2 separate regions of the Gasterosteus aculeatus genome follow, and region 1 is linked to region 2. Evidence: chromatin contacts called from public Hi-C data. All regions are on one chromosome and are shown on one strand. Each heading gives the region's core, a stretch centred on a gene start, on an enhancer-like site or on the middle of the called end of the contact. The rest is flanking DNA. Distances are from core to core; before and after follow the strand shown. Region 1 has its middle 18 kb from the start of snapc5. Region 2 has its middle 10 kb from the start of LOC144383796.

Region 1 (2,952 bases), core at 116-2,615, 44 kb after region 2:
ACCCCAGATCACCTTACACTGCACTTCCCGCGCGCCTCTGGGATTCCTGCAGTTACACTTAGAAGTTACGAGCTCAGTGGAGTGACAGTGGAATTTTTAAGAACATGTATAACTCAACGGCTTATGCTTTTGATCACAACTGTAAAGTTGTGAATGAATGAACAGTGTCATTCTGACAGTGTGTTATGGAAGCACACAAATTCCCCTGCATATCAATTCCCTCTACGTGGCTCCCGACGTGGTGACGGCTGAGCCGGCGGCTCACAGCTAACGATGCTAACAGCCATAACCGTGCAAACAACGCGAAGCTTAGCATCGGAGACGACGCCGTCGTCGGTCGGTCGGTTTGGCGTTACCAGCTGTGGCCGCAGAGCGCTAACTTACACTAAAAGGTAGCCGCGGCCGTGCGAAGAAACCACAACGATGCTCAAATTGCAACACACAGAAGAAGAGTGACTTCATGCTCCACTAGAACAAATAGTGGTTTGTTGCTGAATTACTGCTGTGAAAATCATATCGAGGACCTTTGACTAAAGGTATAAGAAAGTAGAAAGAAAAGTAGCCGTGAGCGAAAACCTTTAAACATATGACCCAAAGTAAAAATAAGGTCGCAATCGCTCTTTGGCAGCATTCGAAGAAGATGACCACAATTTTGGGAGTTTCCCCTTTCTTCCATTGTGATCCCGTGCTAGCATTCCTTCAGCTCTGCCAAGCACGAACACTGTTGCTTTATTGCATTCTCCGATTCTACATCATAATTATCGGTGCAATTAGCTGATTCACAGCATTTTAACGCCGTGCCTGAACATACTCAGACACCTCATCAGTCACAGTTCAAATATTATCTCCGTGGGAAACTATTCAATGAAGTTTCTCTCCTGTCTGAGGCTGCTGTGTTAAGACAATGTCACAATTTAGAAACTGACTAACAGAGTGCATCACATGTTTCCATGTTTCAGCCAGCTGCTTTCAGTTTCTTTGTTGCACTTGCAGTTGCTTGAATGTTGAACGGCAAAGTAGTCCATTGCACATATCACCTGGCCCCCTTCTAATAAGAAATACAACTATAATCATAAAGACGGTGCACAGATGCAATATATGCCTTTATTTTTTACTAAGTAAGATATTACTGAAAATGATGTATGCATTCTAGGCGCTCAACACTGTCGCATTGACCGAGGCTCAATGAAACACATGGTGGTTCATTGAGGACTACTTCTGAAGGAAAAATAAATAATTAGAGCACCTCGTAAATACCGTACTCATAAATACACGTCTTGCCTGCAGTTTTAATCTGGTTGGCGTTACAAGCTTCACGCTCCACCCAAACCTGCTTGTCCACTGCCAACGAGTAGTTGCACCGGCCCTGATTCAGCCCAGACAACGCAAACAATAAGCTGAGCTTGATGGGGGAGACAGAGTCAGCGCATGTCACTGGAGGCCAGGTGACAACATCGCTGACCTACGCCTCCAGACACCACTGTGCCTGGCTGGCTCCTTGCTGGTGCCGTTCTGTCTTCATGCACATCAACTGATATAATATTTCTTGACTGTTTCTCACAGCAGACGGCAAACTGTCTAGCTATCAAACACTCCCCACCCCCCAACTCCACCCACATTGCCGCGCTCCACTGGAGACAGCTCAGTGAGAGCTATCTGATCATCAGACCCTGATGATAGCGTGGAGACTGGCGTCTGAGCTGGCCGATAGCCGTCAGGCGATCTGTGTTCACAAATAGAGATGTGCAAGAATGGATTAATATGAATGACGCCGCCATTCTTTCCTTTCCCGTCTTTAATGTTAGGTCCGTCGCATTATCAGAGCTCGCTTTGACCCCAGCATCTCCATCCGCCTCCATATGTTAAGGTAGAGGTGCTACAATTTGTATTTTCGGCCTGCTTACCTTTATATTTCTTGTTGAGTTCTATAAAAAGACCTAGCGTGCAAAGGAGAACGTGCCTGCACGTCTCGCTCTTTTGCTGAAAGGTGGGGTGACTGCAGTTCAGAGGTTGAGGTTGAGAGGTCTGCTGTGCGCGTGCGCTGCTGCGTCCTGTAGACTGCGAGTCTATACTGGCGATGGGGTCACCACCCAGGACTTTGTATTCAGAGAGGAGAGCAAACAACGGAGACCTTGAACCTCCAGGCCTTCCCCCACTCCCCCATCTCCTCCCAGATATCAGCATCTAAAGGGCCAGTGGCAAAGCTCATTGTTCGCATCGACGACGTGTGTGGGCAGAGAGTAAGGAGAGACTCTCACTTCAGTTAAAGACCGAAGAATTGTTTCATCAAATGCACAGCCACGCCGCAGTGCACCGGTTGTAGCCGCGCTAAGCGGGGGGGTCAGTGGAGACTCACAGTAAATGGCCATGTCGCCAGTGCTCTCTGCTGCAGAGTTGGCCGACAAAATAATGAACCGCACAGGCCTGTTTGATTTCCTCTGGAGACAGCTGAGCGGGAGTCTGATCCACACACAGCCCTGGCTCCCACTAACCCAATCTGCTCCACCCAGCCTTTTCTCTCTCCGTCTGTAACCCAGAGACGGCGTCTACGCAGGCCTTTTTAGGGTACATCTATTCACTCTGATTTATGGTAAATGAAAAAGCTTGGAGTTCAGTTGCACAGCTAAAATGCCCTTTCCGACTGCCTGGCCGTGCTCCACGCCGTCTGAGCTGGATCCCATTTCCACTCATGTCCACTTTGTTGCTGTTGCAGGAGACCGATAATTCACATCAAATTGTGCGTTTCCAAGGAAAGTCTCACTCAGCCATGCAGTTTGTGGTGCATATTGATGGTGCTAAAATTAGACAGCTGGCATATATGCATATTTCATGTACCACGTATAAAGCAGTGAAAATAGTGATTTTGGATGGCCTGCACCGCACTTATGCAGCAACATAATTATGGTTCCATGATGTAACGGTGCGAATGTCAGAAAGAGTGTGGAGTGTCCA
Region 2 (3,161 bases), core at 295-2,794:
GTAGGTGATGGCATCTCAAAGAGGTGCATAGGTAATAGGTCTTAGTTAGCACTTCAGCATTTCAACTCAAGCCAGCTGTTAAAAGGAAACAATATAAGCTTAATCCTTTCATTGCCGACAACAAGTAACCCTCAATTTAAGTATCTGACTTGATTAAATTTACTTTACTCTTCACCACTGCCGGGTAAACGTGCTTAGCCTCAGATGACAGGACATGAGAGTAAATACCAGGCAAACTGAATACTGATATAAATAATTCTATTCGTTCTGGCTGCTGATGTCGTTCTGTTTACTGGCAAACAGTCGTCCTCCTCTCCCCCATCTAGAGACAGAGAGATTGTGTGTGGTGATATTAAATATATGGGGAATCTTAAAAATGAATAGTGTTTTTTAATATTGACAGAATGTCTGCTTCTTAATAAAAGGAAATTAAGTTATTCAGTTTCAGACCCAACGTCAGACGCCGAAATAATCCGTTTTGTACATTGTCGAAGAGCCAATTCGGTCCCCTCTCTTCATCTTCCTTTCTAACGGGACGAGGGTTGACAAGTTCTTGTCGTCGTTCCTGGCCGGTTGGAGGGAGACCCAACAAAAGAGCCCTTGTTTGAGACTTACCCCTGTCAGACAGTGCACTTTGATATTAAAAACTCTGCTGAGAGGGGGGAGTTAGAGGAGGGAGAGAAGAGGGGGAGCTGTGGGGAAAGATGAAAAGGATGAAAACAAACTCCTACTGTCTCCAAAGCCCGTGTCTGTAGGTGTAACCTCATGATGGACTCACAAATATTTGTCCCGTCAAAACAAAATAAAAACGCTCCTTGACTCAAATCAAGCAAAATACGCGCATCCCAGCAAAAATAAAGCACCCAATTGACCCTTAGTGCCCTTCGTTTTACTCTGTACATGACAGCGAGAGCCTGGCGTGACAGATCAAGCGAGTTGCTTTGGTATCCTGGAGAATAACATCTGTCACACCACAGCCCTGTGGGATATAAAACACTAGAAATAGGAATTACATTACGTAAACACACAATTCAGACAGTTTCAGGGCCTCAATCAGCGGCCTGCTCTGGGGCGCAGGAGGAACGAACAACGGCAAAGCCGATGCGTCTGAACACTTTCCAAGAGTGACAAGCTGCAGCACGTCGGATAATTCAGGACCAAAGCAGAAGCAAGCGTAATGAGGGTTTTTCTTTTTCTTTTCTGCTCGCAAGGCGCCTCCTTTTATCCTGATTTTGAGCAGCCCTGAGGGCCGTTATTACAGCGTTTATATAAATTCACCTGGATTGCTTCGTTTTGTTCGTACAGGTCAGAGAAACAAAGGCCTAATGAGCTAGAGGAATGCCAGCGAGGAGAGGGGAGAAGTGCTCGGCGACTGCGTCGGTCTGTATGTTCAGGCCTCCTAACGACAAGATCCCCTCGTCTGATAGAGCTCCTTTTAGCTGGGGGGCTGGTTTCTATTAGTTAATGGTTGTAAGAACATCATCAGACACGTCAGCTCTGGCAGGCCGCCGCCACGCGTACCTGCTGCCGCCGGCGATGGGGTGGGCGTCGACATAACCGGGCCATCATGCAACAGGCTGACAAGAGCAGCCGAGATAACAAAGGAAGCCAGCGTGCAGTGAACGTTGAAAATGAACGTGTGTGATACATTCACGGTTTTGCTCTGGATGGTGAATTACAGCAGGGGGAACACGAACATCCACGTAGGGGTTGAGATGCCACTGGCTACAATAACGCCGTATTTGTTTTCTTCTACTTTGTACTAAAACTAGCTAAGCTAAATTCTCAGACATAAGTACATTTGTTTTTACCTCAATATTCTTATTTGACAGCTGTTGTGGATGCTTTCCATATTAGGGTTTTACATTAAAGCACTCAGTGATGTTATAGGGTACAGTGAAATGAATAGATGTAATCATGGGTTCCATGTGAGCCCGTTCAGATATCTCACTTAATAATAATAATACTTAATACTGATTTTCTTTTCAAGCCCCTAAGAGGATTTTTGCTTCCATGATCAGGTAATTTCATAAAATCAAAAGTTTTGAAACTTTATATTAAAGAAATACTTCCACCACTGAGTCAATGGGCCTTCTCTCAACACTTTTCTAAGTCCTCCGTTCCCGCGCCTGTCTCCTCTCCCTCTGTGCACCACTCCTCTCTTACAGCCAGGTGCTGACAGTAGTTAGCATTCACCATCTTTCTGTTAAGGCTTTAACAGGAGCCAGATGAAAGACAGCAGCATATTAAGACGCTAGACAGCCTCGTGCGGGACGGCCCGAGACAGGTGAAGCAGTAGTGGGGTGAGCGCAGTGGAAATGGAGACAAACAAAAGTCCAGGAATGTCAGACGGAGATCACGTTGCACGGCCATAGAGGAATAAAACACGTTATTACAACGCAGGAGGCCCCACTGCAGCACAGAGCATGAGGAACGAAGGAAAATGTAGTGTACCGTTACCATGAGGCAACTAATGCATTACTGCTGGGAGGTATTATAGAATCCTGCACATGAGCCAGATGTCACCTCAGCGGCTGCACCTACGCATATTGGCGAGGTGAGTATTGGGAGTAAAGGTTCACTGCTTTGGAGTTGCCAAGCCTGACATAAATTTTGCAGCGAGATAGCATGATGAATTCTGCTTTTGGCATCCAAGACTCTGACATAGCCCATAAAACGTTACCTCTGGCTTGGACCTATCGAAGCTCAAGTGCATTTTTTGTATGTGGTTTGATTATTGAGGAAATGTGTTGCAGCTAAAAACAACCCATGCAGCTCAAAACGTTAAGGTTTTTACCCAAGCCGTCTTATGTTCTATGAAGAAAGCAACACTTAAATATAATTAGTCATCCACTTCCCCTCATGGGGCCCGGTTCAGAGACCGTGAAATAAACACTATTGTTAAGTCAATGAAAACCATTGTATGCAGCTGGATTGCTATTCATATCCGACTTTCCATTAAAATCACAACAAAATGACGAAACAATTACAAAGACACTTAAGCTTTTGTTTAGCGAGGCCTTCACCGCAAAATAAAAGCTGCAGCCCAGCAGGCACCACGAGCTAAAAGCTGTAGCGGTTTCCCCTCTGGATTCCTCTGGAGTTTCAAGGGCGTCCGCTCTGTTCAAGTGAGACTAGAAGGAGCCTTGTGTTTTTTAATG

The links. Hi-C and Micro-C count contacts between places; a contact is called where the count stands out from the background.
Region 1: a contact with region 2 is called in a Hi-C map of skeletal muscle, with 4 times the contacts expected there. The contact joins two enhancer-like sites. A contact is called at or near these places in 4 of 6 Hi-C or Micro-C datasets (skeletal muscle, tail fin and whole body).

What each region holds. Positions count from the first base shown.
Region 1 is chrX:19,312,341-19,315,292 of fGasAcu3.hap1.1, forward strand. No RefSeq gene overlaps it. Among protein-coding and RNA genes, the nearest start is that of snapc5, 18 kb to the right of the region's middle. Within about 2 kb of position 1,366, at least 2 of the 9 cell types and tissues checked have open chromatin away from gene starts, as enhancers often do.
Region 2 is chrX:19,267,702-19,270,862 of fGasAcu3.hap1.1, forward strand. No RefSeq gene overlaps it. Among protein-coding and RNA genes, the nearest start is that of LOC144383796, 10 kb to the left of the region's middle. Within about 2 kb of position 1,545, at least 2 of the 9 cell types and tissues checked have open chromatin away from gene starts, as enhancers often do.